Linked DNA regions of Mus musculus: region 1 is linked to region 2. The links are chromatin contacts, called in public promoter capture Hi-C maps. All regions are on one chromosome and are shown on one strand. The core of a region is the stretch at or near the end of the contact, and the rest is flanking DNA. Distances in the headings are between cores, read along the strand shown. Region 1 holds the start of Rpp40 (ribonuclease P 40 subunit). Region 2 has its middle 170 kb from the start of Gm22674.

Region 1 (6,488 bases), core at 100-2,599, 440 kb after region 2:
ACACACACACACACACACACACACACACACATACACACACACACACAGCCACCACCACCTACCCCTGAGACAGGGTTTCTCCATGTAGCCCTGGCTGTCCTGGAACTTGCTCTGTTTATCAGGTTAGCCTTGCACTCAGAGATTTACCCACCTCTGCCTGGGTTTAAAGGTGTGCATCACCATCAACCTACTAGGCAACAATTCTATTAATTTCAAGTAAACAGATATCTGACTACTCAAGTTTTTCCTTTCTGCATTTCAATGTGAGGCATGACATTGCAATGGAAGTCTTACTTGAATCTTATTTTTGCATACAAGCAATATATGTTATGTCTTTCACACTTTATAGTCAAGGAAATAGAGTATATATAATTCAACATGCCTTGATTTGCTTATTCTGGAGTCATGAAATCAAAGGAACTCCTCCTGGGATTTAGGGACATTTAATTAGTAAGAAGCTACATAGAAGCAAAAGTGCTCCTGGAAGCTTCCATTTCCTAGACAAACCTAGGTGAGACCAGTTGAGATAAGCGATACATCCCTGACCGCAGGGATGGCCTTTCAACCGAAGAGATGCAAAATCCGCGCGGATTTCAAATGATCCCCAAGTGAACATCTAAAGTCCGTTTCGCAAAGCCCCAACAACCAGCCTTGAGGGACAAGGACGCCAGCTAATCTATCTGAGAAATCCATCAGGCCAATATTTAAGATGTAAAATGCTTAAACCCTTATCATCGTAAGGTAAGTTTATTTGGAGTTCCTCGTTTGTCAAACCGCGTGATGCTTTGGAAAGAGTCACAAGCTGATCCACAGAGATCTGCCCAAACTTAGGGTGTAATTCGGCTACATGTTGTACAGGTCACACTCCGACCGTGCAGGTTACATTCCTAACTCCTCCACTGCCTGCTCGACCCAACACCGAGAGGATTTAATCCTGAACACCGCAGTAACCACGCCAAACTCACAAAAACTCTGCTGTTCCTCATAGGACCGAGCACCGCCCTGTGTTTGGCGCATGCTGGGAATTGTAGTCCTACACAGCGCCAAGAAAAGCAGTTAAGAAACTTGAAGAGACTATAGTTCCCAGCATGCCCGAGGACGATCTCCGCCCACCCTCGCAAGCCGAGGAGGTCTGGCCGGGTGAAACCCGGCGTGGTTCTACCTTAAAGCTCTCCAGCCTAAGAGGGCCGGGTGGACCTGACTCACCCTGTAATTATGATAGTGCGTCTCCACGAGATGCTTATGGCGAGACTTATCGTGGCCGAAGTTGGATTTCTCACAGACCAGTAAGTGCCGAGGCGCCTCTTGCAGCCTGCGCAGCGTGGCCATGTTAAGCAGGAGTCCAGGCGAGCACCGCCTCTTGGCCCGCCTCCCGGCCCGCCCCTCGGCCCGCCCCTCACCCCACCATTCGCCCCTTTCTGACTACACCCCTCCCTCCACCACGCCCTAACCCTTCTTTCTTTCCCTGTCTGTCAGTTCCTGCAGGCACTGGGTCTGAAGGTTCTCAAGAACCTGGCATGGGGCTGGTGAGATGGCTCAGCGGGTAAGAGCATTGACTGCTCTTCCAAAAGTCCTGAGTTCAAATCCCAGCAACCACATGTTGGCTCACAACCATCCGCATCTTAAAAAAGAAAGAAAGAAAGAAAGAAAAAACCTGGCACATCCATTCTATCCCACAGTTTCTCCGTGGAGGAACAGTGCATATACCTGGACAGGACTCAGAGAAGGACTGGACCCTGACACCTTATAAAAAGGAGGAAGATAGGACAGAGGAAAAGCCTAGTATAGTCAGGAAATACATCTGCTTTGCAGCACTGTTTTCCTGACTCCTCATATGGTCTCGTTCCTAATGCTCACCCACCCGCAGGCCCCTAAGTTCCCACTGATCCTTCCCAAAAAGTATAGGAAATTACAGAGGAATATAATATGACATTTCTGCATTTTTACTTCCAACAGAACTTCTTTGCTTTGTTTTTAATTATTTAATTTATTTTTTTCATTTCCAACATTACTATTTTGTGATTTTACTCCAAATCTCAGTTTCTTTGCTGAATTGTACTTCCATGTACACTGTTGCTATCTTCAGACACACCAGAAGAGGGCATTGGATTCTATTATGGATGGTTGTGAGCCACCATGTGGTTGCTAGGAATTGAACTCAGGACCTCTGGAAGAGCAGTCAGTGCTCTTAACCAATGATCCATTTCTCCAGCCCCCATAGCTAATTCTTAAAAGCCATATTGTTGATTTTTCTCATCTATTTTACTCTCTGTGTGTGCACACACATGCGTGCGCACGTGCACGTGTGTGCACAGCAGACTTTCCAGGTCCTTCCTTAGGGAAGATTGAATTAATCTTTTTGCTTCAATCTTTTTTGAGGTCTTAAAGTATTTTTACTAGGAAACTTCTGAAATCACCCAGAATTTTACCTATTTCAGTATCATTGAATCCAGGTGTTAAGTTATTTTGTCTTGAGACAGGGTCTCATTATATATCCTGGCTGGCCTCAGACTCAATATATAGACCAGGCTGGTCTCAAACTCAAAGAGATCTACCTGCCTCTGCCTCCTGAGTGCTGGGATTTAAGATGTGAACCACCACTCTGGGATAATTGATTTTGTTTTTGGAGGACTCCTGTTGCTGTGTTTTTCATTCATGCTTTTGTTTCTGTGTGTGGTGTTGACCTGTGTTGATTTGGAGATGTTTTTCGCTGTTGTTCTTACTGAGCACCCTACTCTCCGAGACTCATTCCCCGGTGTTACTCATAAAGGAGACAACACATTGCTGAGACAGTAACAAAATGGAAGATATAGAAATACACCCAAAGTTACTGAGGTTCAGCAATATATTACTAATAACCATGAAACAGAAATTTACAATACTAATGTAGAATATGCTAGGAATGTAATGATTATGTAGGGTAAATGGGAAAATAGCAAGAAAACGAAAGCAAGCCTAAATGAAAGAAAGAAGCGGGATGAGAAAGTGTGCCATGGATGGAGACATGAAAAGAGAAAGGGTTTAGTGGGGGGAAAAAAACTAAAAGAAGGGGGAAATCTCAATAATAGAAAATCTTAAATAATGAATTATATAAATATAAGAGAAGTAAAAGATAAAAACATCCATTTTTTTAAAAAGGGAAAAGAGTAAAAGTGCTGAATAATAGAGAATGTAAATAATGTAAGATAAACATCTGTATGAGGTGTGAAATGTATGAAAATGTATGCGAGGAAATAAAATGTGTTTAGGGAATGCAACAAAGGGGAAGCAGTAAGAGTGTGCTAAGAAGAAAAAGGGAAGAAGGGTAGAAAGAAAGGGAGAAAGGAAAGCAATGAGATGTTGAAGCAGCCTCTTCCGGGGTACTCGGCATAGGCTGGGAGAGGGTATCATTGAACTTGCAGACTCTTGTCTTGAGCCTGTATTGAGCAAGTGTTATGTGTCCTCCATAGCTGTCTTGTCATTATTAACTTCACCATGTTCATCAGGGGCCTCTGCTGACCACACTTAGCTTTTCAGTCTCTGCTTCAAGTTCTCTCATTCTCCTGAGATTCCCCAGATCATATTTCCCATGGTGCTAATGTTCTAGCTGAGGGTTGGAAAAGAAGAAAGAAACCAGAGTGTGTGAGCAGAGAGCTTGTCTTGTAGTTTTCAATCTCTCTTAAGTATTGATCACCCGCTGGAGAGATGCAGCTGTGGACATCGGGTCATCGGTTGCAGCTTCAGAGTTCTTAGACTCTATGGCTGAAGAATGGTTATTCAAAGACACTGACATTTTGACAAAAAAAAAATTACACAAATAGAAATTGTGGAAATGAAAAAAGTAAAGAATCAAAGTGTAAAGTTTAACCCATAGACCTGATTAAGCAGAGCAAAGGGTATGACGAGGTTGAGGAAATAATACATCCAATTATCAATAAAGAAAATATTGAAAAGGACCATAATATTCAAGAACTCTGAGTAATGATCAAGAGACCAAAGTTAAGAATCTATGAGACAGAAAGGAGCTGAGATCAAAACTAAAGGCATAGAGAATCTATTCAATGAAATTATAGCAGGAAAAAAAACCCCGATTTAGAGAAAGAAATGGACATCCAAACACAAGAGACATTTACAACCTCAAGTAGACAAGGCTAGACCCTTACCATGACATAATGAGGATGTAAAAAATATAAGGCAAAGAAATAATATTCAAAGCTATAAGAGAAAAAAAAAAACACTAACTCAGCTACAAAAGGGAACACAGAAGAATAACATATCTTTCAGTTTCAACCCTAAAAGCCAAGAAGGCATGGAACAATATATAACAAGACCTGAGAATAAATAACTGCCAGCCAAGCTTGCTATATGCAGCACAGTTGTCTTTTACAATCAGTGCTGAAGCCAGTGATATTGTTCAGTTGGCAAACTTCTTGTGTAGCATATACAGATCCCTGGGTTCTGCCCCCAGAAGCACATAAGCCAGGCATGGTGGCAAATGCCTCTGATCCCAGCAATTGGAAGGTAAGGGCAGGAGGATCAGGGGTTCAAGATCACCCTTGGCTATGTAGCAACTTGAAATCAGCAAGACCTACATAAGACTCCACATCAAAAAATTAATTTCATCAAATTAACTTAATCATTGAGGAAAGCCAGGTAGTAAAGGTCTCTGGAGAACAGAGGCAGGTGGATCTCTGAGTTTGAGGCCAGCCTAGTTTACATAGATCGAGTTTCAAGACAGACAGGGCTATGCAGAGAAATCCTGTCTTAAAAAACCTACCTAAACCAACAAAATAAAATCATTGATGAAATGGAGACATTTCAAGACAAGTAAAAACAAAGACAGGTGATGACCACCAAGGTGTCACTCGCAGAAGATGTGTAAAGGAATAATGCACGTGTGTGTGTGTGTGGGGGGGGGGGGGGGGAATGACAGTCTTAGTCATGAGAATGCAGAAAGAATAAACCATGAGAGGAATGTCTGAGTAAAGGAGAAGTAGGAAGGAATCCGTCATGCGAGCCAGCAATCCCTTCATGCTAATGTGGGGAGAGCACAAGCAGTAATCCAAAACAAAAACAAAAACAAAAAAAAACAAAAACAAAAAAAAACCCCCAAAAACAAAAAAACAAAACAAAACAAAAAACCAACAATCAACAACAACAACAAAATCAACCAGCAAAACTAGAGGTCGCTGCATGCAGGGAGCAGAACCAGCCCAAGAGACTTTGGACTTTTGAACAGTATTGAGATTGGTACACACTATGGGGACTCTTGAGCTGGGGCTCAGTACATTTTATACCATGAGCCTATGGGACCAGGAGCAGAATGTGTGTTTGAAAGAGAAATGCCCCCATAGGCTCATGTGCTTGAGCACTCGATCCCCAGTTGGTGGCGTGTTTGAGAAGGTTGTGGAAACTTTAGGAGTCTTACTGGAACTTTTTTTTTTTTTGAGACAGGGTTTCTCTTTATAGCCCTGGCTGTCCTGGAACTCACTTTGTAGACCAGGCTGGCCTCAAACGCAGAAATCCACCTGCCTCTGCCTCTGGAGTGCTGGGATTAAAGGCGTTCGCCACCACACCCGGCAGAACTTTTTATCACAACAGAAAAGTGACTAATACAGACCTGAATGTTAAAAAAAAACAAAAACAAAAACCCGCAAGTCTGGAACTGCTACAGAAAATACAGGTAGATGCTTCAAGATGTAGACACAACCTAGGACTTCTGGAAAGGGTTCCAACAGCATGGGGAATGATCCCAGATATTGAATAAGACTACATAAAGTAAAAAACAAACAAACAAACAAAAACCTCCACAGCAAAGGAAATATTCGGCACAGTGAAGGTATAGCTTGCAGAATGGGAGGAAAGCTTTACCAAATACATTTCAGATGGGGGATTAAGATCTAGAATCACCAGGCAGTGGTGGTGAACATCTTTAATCCCAGCACTTGGGAGGCAGAGGCAGGCAGATTTCTGAGTTCAAGACCAGCCTGATCTACAGAGTGAGTTCCAGGACAGCCAGGGCTACACAGAGAAACCCTGTCTGGAAAAACGGAAGAGGAGGAGGAGGAGGGGGAGGGGGAGGGGGAGGAGGAGGGGGAGGAGGAGGAGGAGAAGGAGGAGGAGGAAAGAAGGAAGAAGGAAGAAGGAGAAAGGAAGAAGGAGATCTAGAATTTATAAAGAACCCCAAAAGTTAAACACCAAAAAGTCCAATATATAAATGTGCAAATGAATCAAAAGGAGAAAATACAGATTACAAATAGATATATGTAAAAATATTCCACAACCTTCACTACTAGAGAAACCCAAATTAAAAAAAAAACAAAAACAAAAACAAAAAACCCTACATTGAAATTCTAGGTCACATCAGTCAGAGCAACTGTCATCAAGAAAACAGACAACGAATGCTGGTTTAGGGAAAAGGGACCCTTATACACCATTGTTAGAAATGTAAATTAGTATAGCCACTGTAGAAATCAGTGTGGAGATTACTAAAAAAACAAGACAAAACA
Region 2 (7,098 bases), core at 3,042-5,541:
GACAACAGTCATGGGGATAACCCTCTGCTCTTGGTTTGGATTTGAAGCATGCTCTACAGGACAGATTTCATGCCTGGTACTATAAACCTAACAAATCCCCATGGTTTGGGAGGAACATGGGGAGAAGCCACTACAGTTGCCTTGCTAAACAGACATCTTGCCAATTTGTCTTCTAATTTATATATGTACATAATGATTGGTGATGCCTTCAACCTTGACCACAAAAGCTTCTCCCTGTAGTGGACAGCAGTTAATGCAGAGATATAACTGGCCAAAGCGCCAAGGATAAGTGACTACTGAGTGCTCAGTCCTCAATGAGGCATCTGTATCAACTATTACCACTTACATCAAAGCTGTTTATAATCTCACTGAGTATGGGGGACTTCAGAGCTCTGCTAACTCTTCTTTGCCAGTCATTTTTGAATCACAACATCTGTCCAAGACTTGTGAGACAGAGGGCCAGTGTCACAGAGCTGATCGAATCCCCCAGTCTTACCATCTTCCCATTGAAGACAGAAATCACATCACTCCTGGAATGTCCCCATTCCATTCCCACCCCATCACTGTATGCCTTAATCCATGGCTCCTTGTAAAAGAAGGTCGATTATATAATCAATAAAAATTAACATAAAGACTGTAAAATAAATGCAGTGCGAAATGATGGGAAGTAGGGTGGAGACAATGGTTGCATGTGCTTGATAGAAAGTTAACAATGAGGGATGAAGTATCATAGCCTGCTGTAGCACATCATAAAAACAAGATCACATCCTGCTGCTAAACACAATTTGGGGAAAAGAAAGAAAGAAGGGAGGAGGACAAAGTGAGGGAAGGAAGAACGGGAGAATGGAAGAATGAAAGAAAGAAAAGAAAAAAATAGAACTTATAAGCCATGGGGTAAGAGCCAGCAGAGCCCGAGTTCCTCAGACAGGCTAAGAGACAGCCTCCTCTACAGTAGAGGAAAGGAGCTGAGCCCCCAGGGCATTCACTGCTAGGCCTCAAAGCCACCCAAGCACATCCAAGTTGAAGTGAAGCCTCTGCCATTCCAGGGGATTTTCCTGTGGCCAACAACCATGTGAATCCAGCATGCAGTTGGAAGGTAGGATAATTTCTCCTCAGACAGACAGGCCACCTGCCAGGAAAGGGCCAAGTGTTCACAGGAGCTAAGCAAGGAGAACATAAAACCACTAATGAGGCTCTTCCTAAACACACAGACTGTTTTGAGAGGAGAGTGGCTCTAATTTGTCAAGAAGAAGAAGAAGAAGGCAGCATTTGGACAGGGTTCAGTGACCAGCTCTGCTCTGGCCAGCTGGGAGTCCCTAAACCAGGCAGTCACTGTGTCTGTCCCCAGGATTCTCACAAATTAAGGACAAAAACAAATGGCATAAAGAAAACAGTGGCTTCCAACTCTTACTTTCACAGTGGATCACATCTTGTATCCTTGAACTGTTTGAGGAAGTATAAAGGTTAACTTTGTTCTTATAGTAGACCCTCCTCCCAGGTTCAGGGTTAGGGTTCCATCCAAAACCCATGCCCTTGAGTTCTTTCTTCCTACCTAGCAGGGGAGATTTTTGATGAAGTGAATAGAATAGACTCAAGGGCAAACACTAAGACTCTAAAGTCAGTTGGCCAGGAGGATGCAGGCTGGCATGGCCAACCAAGATTGATCACATGGAATTTGAGTTGGTAAGATTTAGGAAGAATCTGGGATTTCCAACCATGAGCAGGGCAAGTAAGGAGACTGGAGATTCTGGGCACTGTAGAGCTGAGGGTTTAGGAGGTGATTTCTCTGAGAACAGGAGCTCTCCTGGCAGTGGAGCCTCCGTGGTCCCACTTGATATCACATAGCTTTGTCACACCCACCTTGGAAGAAAGGCCTACTGCCCAGGGCCAGGGGCTCTGGCTGGGAGCCACATCCTGAACCTGTCCTGCCACCCCATGAACATCTCAAAACCATTGTAGGACTTCAGGTTCCTCACTGTGCCCAATGTTGTTTCCCCTGACCTGCAGCCTGCTTCAAGAGAACATAGAGTCTGTCACTGATGGTCTCTCCTAAGACACGGCCTCTTCAACTAGAATGTCTTCCGGTACTGACAGTGTCTCTCAGAAGTCATCCCTATGAGCTCTCTCTGTAGCTTTATGTCCAGTGAAACTCCCTCGGAGGGAGTGTTTACTGTCATGGAAATGAGCAAGCACCTTTCCTTCTCCATTGGAGAGCTGACTGTGGGACACTCACAAGCACACTATAGGACTAAGCCTCCATAAAGTCCCCTTACAGCATATAGGAAAGAAGATGGTTGGTGAGTGAATGGATGTGTACAGAATTAAGTTGCGGTGAATTACCCCCCCCCCCCAGCAGATATTCTAAGGAGGTTCCTGGGCACTTTTTTCATAGAGAGTGGAGCTGGCCACTGCAACATATGGAACCCCTGGATTTGTCATTAGCCCTCATCTAGAGGAAGCTGCCTAGGTTTTTTAACATCATAGGAAAAATGGCAAGCAAAATAAACAAACAAATAACCACAAAAACACCCCTGTCCCTGAGTCAGATGATTGATGACTTCTCATATGCTCCAAAGTCAGCAAGTAGTATCGTCTTTATTAAACTAGGGGAAAATAAAGCAAGAATAGTTGTAGTGAAATTCATTCTGTGTGTGTGTATCTGTGTGTGCCACGCTGTGTCTTCCCTACCCTGCTACTAAGAGTGCTAGCTCTCTCTCTCTCTCTCTCTCCTCCACTTGAATTGCCAGAGTCAGAATCAGAACAATTCAAATATCCCCTCTGTGTCCAAGAAGGTCAAGCCTTTAACTTGGCATCTCATATTTAAATGCAGCTGGCCCATAACCCAAGATGAGAGCTTTGGAAAATGCATCTCATATTTAGATGCAGCTGGTCCACAACCCAAGATGAAAGCTTTGGAAAGTGCTGGATCTAATTTTCAGGAAGTAGAGCCATCAAAAATCTTTTTGGAATGGAACACACATCTATTTGACAAACAGATGCCCGGTGCTAGCTTGCCACCATGTGTGATGAGAAGAGAGCCATCCGGGGGAGGAATCTAGCTAGCTAGGTACAGGGAAGACAAGACACCTTTGCTGTCCTCTCCCTAGTTCTGAAGAGTGTTCCTTGGGGCTAGTACATTGGCCTCTAAAACTTGGATCAGGGGGAAGGAATTCATCCATTTCCTAATGGCTCTCAGCTACAGCTCATAGCAGAAACATCACATACAACTGTTAAATGAATAAATGAACCAGTCTTGACTTGGAGCTGCCCAGGGATGGTTAATCCTACCCTAGGCCATGAACAATTACTAAACACTTAAAATATCACCAGAGCTCATACGTCTGAACTGAGAGTGTGCATGTCCCAGAGAGAATGATGTTAGGAAAAAAGAAAGGCACAGACTTGTAGTCCCAGCACTCAAAAGACTAACTAACGTAAGGGACTTGCCATGACTTTGAAACACAAGGGTATATGGTATGAGATCTTGGTGGGGGTGGGGAAGAGAGTCAGAAAGGGAAACAAAGAGTTTGTGGTATTGGCTGAGGGTGTAGCTCAGCAGTAGATCATGTGCAAGGCTATGACTTCCATCCCCAGCACCTCAAATAGAAAATAGCTCATTTCTATTAAATGGCAAGCACAGTAGCATACATTTGTAATGGCAGCATGTAGAAGACTGAGGTGTAAGGGATGAAAGTTTGAATCCAGCCTAGACTGCACAGTGAGACTCTGGCTCAAAAACAAAATGTAAGAAAGGACAGAACAGAGAAGAAAAGCCAAGCTGCCTGTCAGGGAAGCAAAGTCAAACTGGAACATGTTCCTTCCAGCTTAGCTTGAAGGGGACAGAGGCAGTGGTAAGCTTTTTCTCTTTCTAGTTCTTCCTTTCTCAATAATCGAAAGGTCAAGACACCTAAACCTTGAGAAGAAAAAAAAATGGCACAAAGTCAAAGGAAGTAGCATCTATTTGGGAAACAGAGAATCACAGCTGGGATACAACAGATCAGGGCATCTGAACCAAATTCCATAAAGCAAGCAAGGAGAATTTGCTGCTCAATGGGTAATTTCCTCAATAGCTGTTTGCAGAGACAATACATTGGCAAGAAATCTTAAATTGCAATGTCATATTGATTGGCTAGCTAATTAGGCCACTTTCAGATGACAGGGGTTGTAGGTCAGTGGATACAGACTTCAATTGGCCATTGGGGATGATGCAATATCCTTCCACTCTGTGCCTTAACTTCTAGTCCATGTGATGCAATCTTCCCACAACTCCCCTGAGTCCGGTCTGAAATGCCTCCATCTCTCTGGCTGTTTTCTTTCTCAGAATCCAGGGCATCTAGAAGAGCAAGCCCTCTAAATGCAGTATTGAGCTCAAGGAAAGCCAAGCAAAGTAGGGGCAAGAGGAGACTGACCCAGTTCATTCATAGTGATAAATGTAGGCCAGACTCCAAGACTAACCATGTGTAAGGACCTCAACCTCGTCAGAACCATCTGCTGCCTTCTTTAAAGAGAGAAGAGAGGCAGAGAAACTGCCCTGCCTTTTGAGAATTCTCCTAAGTCCCCATGGGTGTGACCTCCAGTTGCCTGACACCTGTCTATCCCTTTTGGGTATTAAAACATGGAGAAAGCCCCTCCTCCCAGCAAGACTCTGATGTTCAGTTCCAAATAAACATTTTGCCAAGCTCTTCTTACATTCCATCCTATAGGAGGGAAGTAAGGAGGAAAACAAAAGAGAGAAATATGCTCCAGATTCCCACAGAGCAGGGCGGTAGGTCAGTGTGGAAATAAAGTCTAGGAAACTGTTGCAGAAGCCAAGCTTTGGAAAAACATTGTCACCCTCCCAGGAATACAAAGCCACTGGGTTCCTTCCTGGGATGGGGCCAAGTCTGAAGGACATCCTGTGCTCCTTCTCCCTCCAGCCTCAGTGCATACCACTGGGATAGCCAAGCCACGGACAACTGTTGCATGTAGGATTGGAGACCTCTTAGGAGGAAAAATTTACCAGTGACTTAACTACAGTTGTGTGCACAGTACCAATGTTCCTATCAAGAATAGGCTATACCTCCCATAACGCTGGCACTATGAGATTGTGCCAGAGATAAAAATTTATACCATCTGGTTTTTTTCTTGGCTGTGTTTTGTCTATGTTTCTGTGTTATTAGATGGACACAATATTTGCCATTCTGTTAGGGTTGCCTGCAGTATTCAGTAATGTGGAGTTCAGGTTTGAAGCTAAAGAATACCAGGCTATCTCACATATTCTTAGGTGTGCTGTAGGCTAGCCCATCTATCTAGGTTGTGAAAATGTGCCATTGTGTATGCACAAAGACAAGCTATTTTACCAATTCACAAATCAGAATGCTTCCTCATCATTAAGCAGTGTGTGACTCATGAGCACAAAGGAAGTCAGAACCCTGAGTGCACTCAACCAAGAGATTCCAACTCTCCCAGAGTGGAGACCTAACCTCTGCAGGTGCACACATCCCTACAGAAGCCAGAAGAGACCTGGATGGCTAGAGGTAAGGAAAAGGCTAACAGAGTTGAAGTTACTTCACCACAAAGGAAGAGTGGTCTCCATGTAGCATCTTGAGCCCAGTCCTTCCAGGCTGCCCCTTACTCAAGGCACTCAGAAAACAAGGGCTAGTAAAAGGGAAATACTGAGTAAAACAGCAGATACAAGATGATAAAAGCTGTTTTCACACGATTAGAGGGGAAATGGGCCTTTGAAAGGACTGAGTTTTGTGTCTTTTAATGAAATTATTATTTTTAAATTCAGTCTTTGAAATACCAAGGCCACAGAGACCCTAAAGAGTGAGGCACCATGGTACTGAAGCACTCTGAAGGCTGGATCAGGAGGATTGTGCATTCCTTGCCAAGCTGGGCTGTATAGAAAGACTCTGTATTGAAAAAATGATGAGAATGATGCAGGGGCCTAAGTGTCAATGGAATCAGAATACTATCAACAAAAATCGCTAACGGCTGAAAATCATTGAGATGGGAAGTGTTCAGGGTGAAAGTAGAAGGTATCACAGACAAAGAACATGGACAAAAATGTACAAACTATAACAAGCTTGAAAGTCAGATACTAGAGGAGAAGAGAGGGAAATGTTAAGAGGAGCTGCTCAGACATGGTATCAAGGCAATAAAAGAAGCTACTATTTTTTTAAAGATTCATTCTACTTTTATCTATGTGAATATGTCTGTGTGAGTACAATCAGATGCCCTCAGAGGCCAGATGAGGGCGTCAGATGTCCTAGTGCTAGAGTTGCAGGAAGCTGTGAGCCCTCAGACATGGGTGCTGGGAACTGAATTTGGATTGTTTGCAAATCTCTTGACTGATGAGCCAAGTCCCCAGTCCCAACAAACTGCTCTTTGAACAAGGCAAGAACTAATTGCATTCATAAAAGTCACAAATGTTCCATGGGGATTCTATTGTGCTTCATTTAACCTAAAAAAAATTAGGAACTGGAATCACCATTAATAAATACAAGAGTTTGTATATCATCATTTAATCCTTAAATTGTAGATTTGTAGTTTAGTTGCATTGCAGTTAGAGAATATGAATGTGTCGCTAATAACTTTATAAATCCCTGAAGTATGCTTGAAAATTATACATAATCTCTATCAGATGTAAGACTTTTCTATTTGAGTGAATATTTGAGTGAACCTTTTAAGTGTATTGTTTATTATCAGTTTAATCTCTCAATTTCTTACACGTTTTCTTTATAATTCTATTATTTTTGCTTCACCAATATTGAGAGTATCTTAAGAACATACAAACATATGTCCCTTACTTTGCACGGAACTGCTCTTCTGTAGTTGTGAATGTTGTTCTTCATCCCCAAGAATGAACTTTGTTCTAAATTTTTTTTGTATTCAGTATGCTATATGTACTCTTTTTACTCGCATTTTAATATAGTTTTTCCTAGGTAATGTTGGACTATTTTATGAAATATCTTCTTAAGAATGTCTTTTGTGAGTAACAGAAAGTTGTGTTTCATTTTTAAAAAAACAAATATAATGCTAATGTCTTTTCAAATGTGTGTGTGTGTGTGTGTGTGTGTGTGTACAGATGTATACATGCCATGGCACATGTGTAAA

The links. Promoter capture Hi-C pulls out the DNA fragments that hold promoters and counts their contacts.
Region 1: a contact with region 2 is called in a promoter capture Hi-C map of the 3T3-L1 cell line, with 2.7 times the contacts expected there. The contact joins the promoter of Rpp40 here to the enhancer-like site in region 2. A contact is called at or near these places in 9 of 39 promoter capture datasets (the 3T3-L1 cell line, 3T3-L1-derived adipocytes, the C10 cell line and 5 more), 3 of 115 datasets of contacts at active chromatin or transcription factors (bone marrow-derived macrophages and embryonic stem cells) and 3 of 9 other capture datasets (adipose tissue, liver and pancreatic islet).

The regions. Positions count from the first base shown.
Region 1 is chr13:35,904,998-35,911,485 of GRCm38.p6, forward strand. Rpp40 (ribonuclease P 40 subunit) reads right to left here and starts at 1,350. Exons shown (of 8, transcript NM_145938.4): 1 at 1,207-1,350. The coding sequence starts at 1,329.
Region 2 is chr13:35,459,195-35,466,292 of GRCm38.p6, forward strand. No RefSeq gene overlaps it. Among named protein-coding and RNA genes, the nearest start is that of Gm22674, 170 kb to the left of the region's middle. Within about 2 kb of position 4,292, at least 26 of the 459 cell types and tissues checked have an H3K27ac peak or open chromatin away from gene starts, as enhancers often do. A contact at or near this core is called in adipose tissue, where this site is marked.